2 separate regions of the Danio rerio genome follow, and region 2 is linked to region 1. The links are chromatin contacts, called in public Hi-C maps. All regions are on one chromosome and are shown on one strand. Each heading gives the region's core, a stretch centred on a gene start, on an enhancer-like site or on the middle of the called end of the contact. The rest is flanking DNA. Distances are from core to core; before and after follow the strand shown.

Region 1 (2,996 bases), core at 28-2,527:
CCACAGATTTGCCAGATTTTTACTAAATTAAAATGCACAGTTTGGAAGTAACCCTCCAAATACAGTGACTTTAATCTACAATGAGAAATATCAGGGTAGAGCAATTTTCCTCTGTAGATTTCACAGTGAGATCACTTTTGCTTCACAATTGAAAATTGGCATTTTTCCTGTCAAAATATTACAGATTTGTTTTTTTTTTCTAATGTAACTGAACCTTTAACTGCAACATCTGCAGAGACAACAAGCTGGATTCAAGTCATGTTGTAATTATCATACTTTTGAGTTTTTTAATTCTTGGCAAGAAAATCAAACCTAAAATGTATAATCCATCTTTTCGGGTCACCAAAGTGGTGAAAAATATCTATAACTCCAGCCAGAAATTTCACATCGCTATTGGACATCAAAATAACATTGTCCTTAGATGCTTGTGACCTAAATCTAGCCTAATATTAACACATTATGAAGTTTTGTGTCTTCTGGAAAGGGTTCAGATTAAGATCTTTTTAACTGAAGACAAAAAAGACACCTACCTTAGATGCCCTTTAACTGTTTAGTAAATAGAATAAATGCATTGAGTCAGAATTTTTGCAATGAGTGCAAACATCACATCTGACTATTTGTGAATGTTTTCTAAATATTTATGTGCCTAAAATAGATATATGTTTTATGTAATAAAAATATGATCTTGTTTCTGTAATTACAAATAATTTCAGTTGTTTATCATTTAACTCTATTCGTGACATCTATTCAAGTGAAAAAACTGAAATAAGCCAAAGTCTTATTTTCTCAGGCACCATGTGCTGTCCCTTTAAGACCCTTGTATCAGCACGGGGCTCTCTTGCAAAACACAACAAAAGAGGGCGGGGTTAAAGCCAACAACCAATAGCAGTCGTCAAAATGTTTCCGTCATATAGCGTATAAGCCAATGAGGCTGCTGCTATTAAAATTTTTCCACAGACCGTGAACCAGTAAAGGAGTTGCCTGTGTGGGATAAAAGCTCCTCGCGCAAACCCGCTGTGTTTTACACGGTCGGAGGGAATTTCTCCTCAGTGATTTAGATTTAAGATTGCGCGTTTTAAGTAGTTGTCTCATTCAAATGTGGGAATCTTTATAAAATCCACCAAATTCAGGCCGTGCTTGTTTGACACCGTGATTTAATGGAAACATCTATATGAAGTCGTGGTCATACAGCGAGCATCTGGCAACCCAGTGAAGGTGACGCGCTCTCTGGGAGATACAGTTGTGTTGAGCGCAGCGTCGAGACGTCCAGAGTGTCGCATTTTAAAGCGGTGAATGGACCAGCTCAAGCGAATCGCACGTCTGTGCGGTGGTCCTCGTCTACAAAGAGTTTTTGTGTAACCCACTAATCGTCTGTCGTGACGGATCTACCAGACCAGGTACGTTTATTTACATACAACCACAAAGTGTTGCAGCGTTACAATGTATTTGCATTAACGTCCGTAACAACCGCATCTCTGCCTACTTTCCTTTGGGGAGAACAGGACACCCCCATTTCTTATTTTAATCGATCGTAACTTCATTAGTCTTTTTTTAAAAAGCTGCTCTTCTTGCGTCTCATATGATATGTCACGGGAGAAAATAATACGGACTTGGCACGTGCCAGCTTTTGAATTGAACTGTATAGGACATCAGCCGAGCTGTCACTGGCACTCATCTGCTTTATCTAGCCTATATCAAACCCTGATGTGTCCATGCCCAATGAAACAAAAACAATACACATATGTATAGTTACAGGCAAACTGAAGCTTTGCAGTTGTTTTCTATATACACTTTTATAGCTATTCGTTGTGGTTATATAAACAAGGAGACCATTGTATTAAATATATGTGTCATAGTTAATGTATAAGTATATACAGCAGTATAATGATTAGCAATCTTTTCTTTTTTTTCTTTTGTGAATAGTGCTGCCTGTAGCCTTATGGTCTTGCTGTCACTCCAGCCAAATTCATAATTTATGGCCACGCAGCCCCTCCAGATTCAAAAGATTATTTTGGACAATAGAAAAACCTTTCATTTAAATTAGGTTGCCCTTTAGCCAAGCATGAGTGCAATGACAATTGTTCCTTGTCTTGTCTGAGAGGGGACTGATATTCTTACTGTTACTGTTAAAAGTGACATATGGCACGGAAAGCTTAATAGCTGTGTGTGTGTGTGTGTACACAATGCACATCTTAGACTTGCAAAAAACAGTATTTTCTTCTGATTGCTTGATAGAACAATGTGTTGATGTGTTTAATTTCTTTGTATTCTGTTAAAATAGTAAATAAAATATTATTTTGTCGTTTGCTAATTAGAAATTCAAGATTGTATTTGGATCATACTAACTCTTTCCTGTCCGCTTGAACTGATATAAGTTTGATGGACAGTCCTTTTTGATAACGCTTCTGCTGAAACCCTAACTTCTCTTGTGGTTTCGTCTCACAAGCGCAACACTTGCATATTGATTCGTCCTTGCTTTTTGCGCAACCCTGATTGTGTACAGAGACCTGAAATATGGACTTTCAGCATGTGTGGAAACAGAGAGACCTTCCGGTGTTGTTTGTCTCTTTATTTAGTGGCTAAACCTCACGTTCGCTGCCTGTGATCACTGATGTGTCATGTTGTTCAATCTTTTTTAAATTTGTGGTTGTGGTTGTTTGCATGATCACTCCAGATTCTCCCATCAGGTAGTTGTGAACCAGCCATTAGAAGGCGTGGAGACTGAGATGTTTTAACTCAGAGATCATAAGACAATTCTGATGCACAATCATTTTTACTGGATACAAACTATAGAGAAATGACTCGGGAGGTTTTGTACTTGTTAGCTGATTGAATTGCCACTTCAGATCAGTTTTAGCACTGCAACACCACACTTTGGGCATTTTCGATGAAACACTCTAATCGGTGCATCTGGCTATTAGATTAGGCCTCTCGCTTCTCAAATCAACATTGTCATAGATCATTTTAAATGTGCTGCAAAGTGTTCAGCATTTCAA
Region 2 (3,092 bases), core at 190-2,689, 71 kb before region 1:
GTTAAAATATGGTAAACAAACATATAACGCTAAAACAGCTTTAGTCCTGATGCAAAAATAAGAGCAAAATGTGCGTCCCTCCGCCCAAAGTAGACCGGTCAGTCGTATTGACGTCAGACAGCTTATTCACGCAGGCTGTTTTATGAATGAATGACTCCAGCAGTATGTGACCTATTCAAGCACACGTTACATAAAAAACAACCCACGGTTTATAATCACTGCGATGAGCACGACATCTCACACAAGACGACGTGCAAAAAACGCAATGCATAAATTAAACAAATCTATATTCATCCCTATTAAATTAAATTACATCAATGTAATTAATATGACATTTATACCCATGGGGATTCAACGAGCATGGCCCAGACTTGCTGTGAATATAAGACGAGTGCTTATTTACCTTTTTATGTCTTCCCTTGAAGACGACCGCAAAGGCTCCGTGTCCGATGAGGTCTTTTCGGCTGTATTCAAAATCTCCCACCGTCTCCATATTTTTGGCAGGTGTCCGGTGATGATACACAACAGCTTGAGATGGAGAGGCTGCTATAGGGACAAGTTCCTCAAACTCTCTGTAATCCTGGCGACAGTCTGTTCAAGAACACTGTCATCCCCAAATTATCAATGCTAGAGACTATATAGTATACTTGAGAGTTTATTTATAACCGTCTGGCTGACAATCAAGAATCAAAACAAAGCTAAGTGTGAAGTTTAAGTGACTAACGTTAGATGCTAGATGCGCATAACTATTTTCGTTGTCGCTCTCTGACTCCAGTTAACAAGGCATTTCGCAAAATAGCTTGATGAAATAGCTATTAATCCAACTAAGATGTATAGTTTCCGAGCTACATGTTGTCAGTTCAGTTTAAAAGGAAAGAAAGAGGTTGCAAACGCCCTCACTCTCGTGCTGTAACAGTGCCTCGTTAAGTCAATAACTGCGCGGCGGGTCACTGAGTTGCCCATCGCGAGCTGGCTACAATGACAGCCAGCAAGCGACAATACAGCAATGTTTATAATGACAACACAGCAGGTAACGTTAAATCTCAATAAATAATGTCTAGAAGTGCTCCCACATCTATTTTACACAGTCAAAACGCGTCGCTAAAATTCTAGCAGGTTAGTTTACAAAACAAGCGATCCAGAGCACCGTTCCCCGATGCGTTTAATGTAATAGTCATCTGTCCATCTGCAAAAATAAGATTATCTCCTTCAGATCCATATGAGTGCTGGGTAACAATACACCATTTCTTCAGTTCACCCGTCTGTCCTGCTTTCGATATCGAGGGACAATGCAGAAAAACATCAGTGCTTCGCTTTTAACAAAAGCGTAAAAAAGACGTTAAAAGCACGATCCGTTATGTGAACGGAGTTTATCGTTTTATCTTCTGTTCGTTCGGAGAGGAATTTGATCTTGATCGCACAGTTGCAGCATTACAATGACAGAAGAGCTCTCCTCTCGCAGGAGAACGAGACCATCATATCGTGTTCCTCCGCGCACACGAGTGCGACGCCCTCCGCCGTGAAAAATAGGTCTCAGGCTTGCAAAACAAAGCCTGGCTAAGGGCTGCACGAAATCCGAGTATATACACGTGAGAAGAACATCTCTAGGACGTAGTGCAAACGTGAAATGTGTACGTTAAAAAGTCAGTATATAGTTTTAAAGAGAGATCAAGACTGTAGTTGAATATTTTAAAGAAATGAACGAATAAGATAAAACAATACATGGACTTTAAACGTTCATAATGCTGAACAAATACACAAAGTGATGATAATCACACTATGATAGACTATAATGCTAATTTATCTTTAACAGTACAAAAACATATCTGACAGGTCATAGTGCTCCCCCTGTCGGCGACTCTTGTTACGAACATTAAAAAAAACAATGTTGTTTACAATTTGACAACGAAGAGCATCCTCTGCTGGCAAAACACTCACTACAACAAAAAGAGTTTTTTTTTTTTTGCATAAAACATTCTAAACATTTCTACATGCTTAAAACCTGAAAAATATATGAAGTTTGAGTTCAGATGCAAAAACCTCAGATGCAAAAACCTCTAAGTGCCATTTGAAATTTTCCTCTAAAATGAGCATTTTTCCGAGACTCCTATATTTATGTTGACTAATTTCACATTATGGGCAATGAAAATAACATATTAATTGACATAAAAGGGAAATTACTCAACTAAATAGTAGTCTGAGAAGAAGAAGAATTTTAGGTGAAATTTTCAGGAGGCACTTAAAGATTTTTTGCATCTAACTCTTCGTATGTAAATGTGGTATACAATTAATTTAGTTTTTCTTTGAATTAAGTTCTTACTCCATTGACATTTTTCCTTTGTTTAGCATGATAATAACTATTTGTATTCAAGTGTCAGATTACAACACTCTAAAAAATGCAGTTTTTCAACCCCAAATTTGGTTAAAATATTGACAAACGCAGTTGCTGAGTCTACGATTAGTTTTTTGGATTAAATATTTGGGCTTGAAAAAAAAGGCATTTCTGTGTGGAGTTTGAATGTTCTCCCCTTGTTCATGTGGCTTTCCTCCGGGTGCTCCAGTTTCCCCATTTATAGTCCAAAGACTTGAATACATGCACTATAGGTGACTTGAAAAAACTAAACTGCAGTGTAATAGGTGTGAATGAGATGGGTGTTTCCCAGTACTGGGTTGCAGCTGGAAGGCTATCCGCTGCGTAAAAACATATGCTGGATAGGTTGGCGGTTCATTCCGCTGTGGTGACCCATGATTAATAAAGGGAATAAGCCGAAAGAATATGAAAATTAATATTTTACTTAAAAATTTAAAACAATATTTTGTGCACTTTTTATAAAAATTTGTTAAAAGGTTGTAAATGGATTTTAAGCATGAATTAATTAATATAATGAATGAATGAAGCATGAATGAATATAACTTACTATAACAAAATCATCAAATTAAAAAACATTACATATAGAAAAAATGTACACTCATTTTGATTCAATTGATAATAGACATATCAGTGGTGGTAAAAAGCTGATGCATTTACATGTAATTTATGCATATGTGTGTGAACGTAACATTCTGTAGTGCATTTAGTTTTTGTTTAAAGA

Evidence for each region. Hi-C and Micro-C count contacts between places; a contact is called where the count stands out from the background.
Region 2: a contact with region 1 is called in a Hi-C map of hematopoietic stem cells, with 2.1 times the contacts expected there. The contact joins the promoter of ulk2 here to the promoter of tpst1 in region 1. A contact is called at or near these places in 1 of 18 Hi-C or Micro-C datasets (hematopoietic stem cells) and 1 of 4 datasets of contacts at active chromatin or transcription factors (embryo).

What each region holds. Positions count from the first base shown.
Region 1 is chr15:23,238,292-23,241,287 of GRCz12tu, reverse strand. It overlaps tpst1 (tyrosylprotein sulfotransferase 1), which reads left to right and starts at 1,277. Exons shown (of 5, transcript NM_131403.1): 1 at 1,277-1,397.
Region 2 is chr15:23,309,267-23,312,358 of GRCz12tu, reverse strand. It overlaps ulk2 (unc-51 like autophagy activating kinase 2), which reads right to left and starts at 1,439. Exons shown (of 27, transcript XM_002664615.7): 1 at 404-1,439. The coding sequence starts at 493.